Regions from separate parts of the Canis lupus genome. Here region 1 is linked to region 2. The links are chromatin contacts, called in public Hi-C maps. All regions are on one chromosome and are shown on one strand. Each heading gives the region's core, a stretch centred on a gene start, on an enhancer-like site or on the middle of the called end of the contact. The rest is flanking DNA. Distances are from core to core; before and after follow the strand shown.

Region 1 (3,552 bases), core at 140-2,639, 190 kb after region 2:
TAGCCATCATTGGAAGGCAGCACAGCATATTCACTCAGAGTAAGCTGCAGGTAATAGAGGCAAGTTCCAGTCCGCGGGCTGACTTAGTCCATCAGTCAGGTTTGGCTACAGAAACAATCCTGCAAGTTCAGTGGCTTAAAGCTGCAACGGTTAATGTCCTGCTCCTGCAACATGCTCATCTTGAGTTGACGGTGGTGGGAGAGGGGGCTCCTGTATACCCCAGTGAAGGACCAAGGCTATGGAGCAGACATTTTCCAGAATGTTAATAGTCACTGTAGCAGAGTGAAAGAAGGCACAGATTGTACTGGCTCACCAAGCTTCTGTCTGGAAACAGCCCATGTTGCTTGCTCAAATTTCTTTGGCTAAAGAGAGCTGTGTGGTCATGCCGGGGTTCCACTGAAAAAGAAAGTAGAACTTAATTTCTAAGTGAGAAAAGAGAGAGAAAAGCAGAATATTTGTGAAAAATGTCTATCACATTTGGACGATCACTTAACCGATGCTTCAGGGTTCTCCTGCAGGCGGGGACTTTCACCTCACAAGGTCGGTTTGAGGGTTAAATGTGAAACTGCTCACCTGGCACATAGCCATGACTCAATAAATGTTGCTGATTTGACCATGATCCTTTGTACACCTAAAATACGATGTTCAAGCTTATTCCAATATTTCCAACATCTCTGTGATTAGATAATAGCAAGTTCTTTTTAATGCTTTTCCGTAAGTTGTATTTTCTAGTCTTTAAAAAATGATCCCTGTGCCTTTTCTCTGAATTCCTCCAAGGTCTGTCCATTCTAAGATATAGATTCTAGCACAGTGCTCCTCACATAGAAAGGACCAGACTACTACCATGCAATGAGAAAAAATTTTGTGTCAAAGGAGAGCTATACAAATATAAAATGAAAATCACTGTGTTTATTATTTATAACAAGTATTATTCTTGTGCACATAAACTCAGCATATAAGTTCATTGGAACAGTATGGGTCTGCCTCATTAGAAAGAACATAATATTATTATAATGCTCAAAAACCTATGGCTGGGCAGGCAATTATTATAGTAGTCTGGGCTCCTTTGGCCAAGCATGGTATTACAGTTTCAGTGGGTCCATTATCTCATCAACAGAACCCATGGTAAAACTCGCAAGGGCTACCTCTGATTTCATGAGAGTGAGTAGATTCTGGTTTTCCCTGGGGAATGCAGGAGCCTGGTCGGGTCCAAGCCAGGGCCTGAGGCATAAGCTGTAGCCCCCTGTCCCTCATCACTTTAGCTCTGGGCTTGGAAAGTCAGCATTTTGAGGATCTGGTCATAAGACTTTCTCTTTTCCTTGGCCTGGGTCACCCCACAGTCTCCTCTTCTTATTCTCACATGATGGTCATGGACTCCTAGTTTTATAAGGTGTTCTTTATTTTGACTGATTCGGGGCCAGAAACTTGCTGTTCAGTGAGTGGCTCAACTCATGTGGGACACTGTGGTTGTTTACGTTTTCAGGACCTGTTATTGAGAAACTCTACAGAAGTTTATTTTACAGAGCTGGTTTCCTTTTGCCAGAATGAATTCATTTGCTCAAGTTATTTTTAAAATGTGATTTTTTTTTTTCTTAGCTTCTTAGGGAAGCTTTAGTCTCTTGATTGTGCAGGCCTGGGTCAGAAAAAACTGGCCACCTATTGATAGAAGCCTGAGAAAATGTCTAATCAAAGTGGATCAAAGAAACTTTGAACAGGGCAGCCTCTCAACCCTGAATGCCAGGTTAAAATACTGTGTGGGGCTGGTCCCAGGTGCTGAAATGCTTGATGATTCTAGGACCAAGAAGGCCATGCAAATGAGTCTCAAACTGCTCCTACAGGTGTGTGTGGGAGGCAATACCACAAATGGATATTCATCAAGGAGAACACCCACTGCAGTCAATTGGAAACACCAACATAGTCCCGCAGCAGGAAGACTGCTGGAGGCAGTTTGTAGAAGCATAAACCCTCTACCTCATCGGAGTCAAATGGACTGACTCATCAAACTACCTTGCAAACTTTTTATTTCCCAGTTGGTTATTAAAAACAACTCTCTTTTTTTTAAAATTTTTTTAAATTTTTATTTATTTATGATAGTCACAGAGAGAGAGAGACAGGCGCAGAGACACAGGCAGAGGGAGAAGCAGGCTCCATGCACCGGGAGCCTGACGTGGGATTCGATCCCGGGTCTCCAGGATCGCGCCCTGGGCCAAAGGCAGGCGCCAAACCGCTGCGCCACCCAGGGATCCCCAACTCTCTTTTTTTTAAATAAAGATTTTATTTACTTATTTAAGAGAGAGAGAGAGTGAGCAAGCATAAGCAGGGAGAGGGGCAGAGGGAGAGGGGGAATCTCAAGCCAACTCCACGATGACTGTGGAGCTCGAAGTGAGGCTCCATATCACGACCCTGAGATCATGACCGGAGCCGAAACCAAGAGTCCAACACTTAACCGACTGAGTCACCCAGACGCCCCTAAAAACAATGCTTAGGGACATATATTCTTACCTTTCAGGAGAATTAAAAACCCCTTTGAAAATCTGATGCAGGCTATGGACTCACTACCCAGAAAAATGCACATACATGAACCTTTTGCTTAAAATGTCAGCAGTATCATTGGTATAACATCCAAGAACGCCAAGGGGGTCCATACATCCCCTTGCTTCAGAATTTGAGTGAACTCTAAACCTGAGATTAGTGGTATGTGGATAGTGTTCATTCTTTTAGAACTTACTAAGTTCCTATTTCATGGCAGGTGTGTGGAAGCTGGGGATGCAAGGATGTATAAGACAAGGACCAGCCTTGTTAAAGCTCAGTCTAAAGGGAGATAAACAAATCCACGATAATGATGCATCATAATGAGTTAAGTGCTGTGTTAGAACTCCAAGTAGAGAAATCTACCAGTCTTGAATAGAAGATAATTAATTCAATGTAATATTTAATAAACATAGTATGTGCCAGGCAATTGGGAATGAGCTAGTGCACAAACATGGTCCCTGCCTCAACCATAGGTGAATCCAGACTGGCAAGTCAAAGTTCATCCAGGGGAAGGGGTGTGTATATCAGGCAGTGGGAGCAGTTGGGGAACTACACGTAGCTCGTCTGGGGACGAAGAGAGGATGAATAGTGAGAGCAAAGGGTGAAGAGGTTCACTGGGTCAGATCCCAAAGGCTCTTGAGCTTCACCATGGAGTGTGGGCCTCATATTGTGTCCAAGGTTATCACTGAGGGTTTTTTTTTTTTTTTTAAAAGCAAGTGAGATCAAGGAAGAGATTCTATTTGAAAGATCACTCTACCTTCTGTGGAGAAATGGATTGATTGGGGTGGGGATGTGGGAGGCGAAGGGTGGGGTCTGTGTGAAAAGACCACAAGGGAGGAAACTGGGGAGTTAATGTGAATGAGAAAGGAGAGGTCCTGGTAGTGGCAGTGGTGAAGAATGGACAGAGTGCAAAAAATGGGGTGAGGCTTCTGGATAGTACTTCACATGTACTCTTTCATGCCCTAGAATGACTTTCTCCTTAGGCAATGCTCTCTGTTCTGTGCAATGAGGTGGTGCTGG
Region 2 (3,263 bases), core at 74-2,573:
TTGTTTTTCTAGAGTTTCAACATATATAAGGATGAGAGATGAGAGATGCTATAACACCACCACCCTGAAGCCTATTGTTTTAAGTTCCCCAACTCGGCTAATTCTGAGAAACAGGAAGGAGAAAGAGGAGGAAGAAATATTGGAAATAAAGAAATAACTAAGGAAGAAGGGGAGCACAAAGAGATGAATGGAAGGTGGGTGTAGAGGGCTCTGAAGTGTGGTAAGGAGAGAACACTGGGCTTAAAACTTTCTGGAAATGACCCTCTCCTCATTGGCCACCATTAAAAACCCAGTAGCTTAAAATGGGATAGTTGGAAGTACACAACTTAGTGTTAGATTTGGCCCTAAGAGGGCAGTAAACTGCCTCTCAGCTAAGAGAGCTCAAGCACGTATGTGTGCACACACGGGCGCACACACACAGATGCCTTCTCCAGTAACGGAGCTTCACCAACACATTTAGAAGGCAGTATGTTAAGGTGATGGCTGCTGAAAGAACACCGCAGAAGACTGGTGAGTCCACCAGGATGAAGCCGTCAGGTGTGGCACTCTTTAGAAACTGCTCCCTGGACCACTCCCTGCCCAGCAGCGTGGCCTCAGCCCCCCAGTGACCTGCCCCAGGCTGGAGCACCCCCACGCTGGGCCTCTCATCAGCCCCCAGTCTCCTCTCCAACACACTTGGGAACATGGGTTTGAACTGCAGCATGAAGTACAGGGGTCAAATTTCTGGCTGGACTGGAGGCTAAGGGTACGGGGAACATAACAGGAAGAATTTCATTTCCAATAGTGAGGGGGGGTTTCTGCGGGTGTTGGCCAGCTCAGAAAGAAAGCTTTCTGCGGTGCCTTTCATCCTACAAATTCCATTTTTTAGAGACTTGAAAATCTCCAAGTTGTATCCATATTATCAATTTGTTTCTTTTCTTATTGGCTATTCTTTTCTTCCCCCTGGAAAGCGAGTGCTTTGAAAATGTTAACCATCTTGGAAATTCTATTTCTGTCAGGGGTCTTGCCCTTTTCTCTCCTCCATTCCCAACAACTATGATGGTGGTGTCTAAGCCAAGATTTCACTAGAACCACAGCAATCTCCCTGCCCCTCCAGGGTTCTCAGCTCCTACCAACACCCATTTCCCTCAGGTCCTGTTCCTACCCTGGAGGTCAAGCAGATCATTTGCTATTTCCTTATCTCCAGATCTAACCCACTGGTAGAAAAAGCAAGTCCCTTGGGAACTGGCAGTTTTCCTAGAGGAACAAGGGAGTGAGAACCAAAGTCAGTTAGAGCACGTGGGTCAGCCTGAGGTCATTTCTGGCCGTAGCCAGGGACCAGGACTCAGCAAGGCACTGTGACTCTATGAGGAAGAATTCCTGGAATGGGCAGGTGTGGCTCCAGAGGCTGTTGACTCAGAAGAGGAAGGCTTTAGAGTGTAAGAATCAACATTAGATGTTGTCTCCAAATCATTCAGTTTGAAGGACTCCGAATTTCCTGTGATACCACACTGCCTTGTGATTCCAGTATGCAGCCACAGAGGAAGGTGGAGAAGCACACGCTCTAATTCCCACTGGTACCATCAACAGTGCTGGCTGGAAAAGTGCTGTTGAAAATCCAGAGGCATAAAACGTGCTTCCGCTCCTCTCCATCTCCTACCAGATAGTCTCAGCAAGTTAAAGAGACAGTCAACTGTGTCAGATCTACTTCCTTCTTCTCTCCTGCCTTGCACACACCTTGCTTCTGTTTCTGCATCTTTGTGCGCTTGTTTCTTCTGCATGGAGAGCCCCATTCCCTCCTTCTGCCCAGAACACTCCTGTTCACTCTTCCATGTTCTGCTTCCAGGTCTGTGAGGGTTACTAGCCGCCTCAATGGGAGGTGGTGTGATTCACAGAAAGGGGCCAGGACTTAGGGAAAGGAAAAGAGAGAAAGAGGATCCCAGTGCCCCTAAAACTGGTTGCTACGAATGTGGCCCGGCAGCTAGCTCTCCTCCTTCAGACGGGGATGCAGTACAGTTCTGCTCAGAGGGCAGTGTCCCACTTCGAGGGAGAGCGCAGGAAAACCAGTAGGCTGCTTGCTGCAGGGAAATCCCCTGAACAGGAGGGCAGAGAAGACAAACAAGCCAATGCAAAATACTCCATCTACTCTCCAGCCCATTCCCTGTAGGAAAGCTGGACTGTTGACAGTGGAAACAATGGGGGTGGGGAGGATTGTGGTGGTGAGCAGCTCCTGCCTGCCCTCCGGTCACAGGGAGGTTGCTGTGTCTCAGGACCGCAGCCCTTAAGTCCACCCTAGAGAATCTCTGGCACCCTCCCTCGGATCTCCCCAGCTCCAAGCACTTGTTTCACCCTCAGGGCCTCTGAAACCAGAAGGATGCTGCAGCTTCTCTCCAGGGTCCCACTGGCAGGGAGCTTCTGTTCAGGAGGGCAAACTGACCAGGGAGTTAAGAGAAGGCATCTTGTGCGAAGATCAAGCATTGGGCCTAAATATTTTCTTAAAACAATTTTTCTTAGTAGATGTGTCTCTTTAATGGGAACTGAAAGAATTCCAATGGGAAGCTGATACCTGACGCCTTAAATTATTTTTGGAATAAGGCTTTATACTAATAACTAATTCGAATGAATGAATGAATGAAGTAGTGTCAGGTCACAAAAGATGGAATGAACAAGATGGGGCCATGGTATTAAGAGCCTCAATGAGTCAATAAAAGCATATTGTGGTCCTAACAGAGTAGTATCTATCCCTTTTTGCACTTTTTCTATGCCAGATGCTGTGCTCAATGTTGGCTGGATGTTCATTATTTCATTCAGTCCTTACAACAGTCTTAGTAGTATTATCCTCATTTTACAGATAAGGGAACTGAGGTTAAAGACTTTGGTCAAAGTCATATTGGTCAAAGTCATAGCATATTCAATCATATTGCTATGATTGAATGAGGGTAGGCAAGGCGGGAACCTGGAAGACCAGTCTTCCTAACCAGTCCACAACATCCCAAGGCCTTGTGGTGAACACATCTTCCCTGATACCTGCATGTCCTTGAGGTTGAGTGTATTTGAGTCAGAGGGCATACAAAACCAGCGCTGGCCACAGGAACAGGGACATAGCCTGTGGAACCATTCATGGGAGGCCCACAGTCAGGGGCCTGCTAGCATTCCAAAGTCTGAATTCTTGTAAGGCAGGCAGGGCAGCCAGCTACAGAATTTTTAAAAGAATTCTCCCGGTTTAAAGTATACATGGGGGAAAAAAAAAGTATACATGGGATCCAACCAGCACACAGGAATTA

Evidence for each region. A called contact is a pair of places that touch in the nucleus more often than the background predicts.
Region 1: a contact with region 2 is called in a Hi-C map of skin fibroblasts, with 2.8 times the contacts expected there. The contact joins two enhancer-like sites. A contact is called at or near these places in 3 of 9 Hi-C or Micro-C datasets (amygdala, liver and skin fibroblasts).

Annotation. Positions count from the first base shown.
Region 1 is chr11:45,894,847-45,898,398 of UU_Cfam_GSD_1.0, forward strand. No RefSeq gene overlaps it. Among named protein-coding and RNA genes, the nearest start is that of MOB3B, 11 kb to the left of the region's middle. Within about 2 kb of position 1,390, at least 3 of the 20 cell types and tissues checked have an H3K27ac peak or open chromatin away from gene starts, as enhancers often do.
Region 2 is chr11:45,706,073-45,709,335 of UU_Cfam_GSD_1.0, forward strand. The region is part of intron 3 of MOB3B (MOB kinase activator 3B); the gene reads right to left. Among named protein-coding and RNA genes, the nearest start is that of EQTN, 37 kb to the left of the region's middle. Within about 2 kb of position 1,324, at least 7 of the 20 cell types and tissues checked have an H3K27ac peak or open chromatin away from gene starts, as enhancers often do.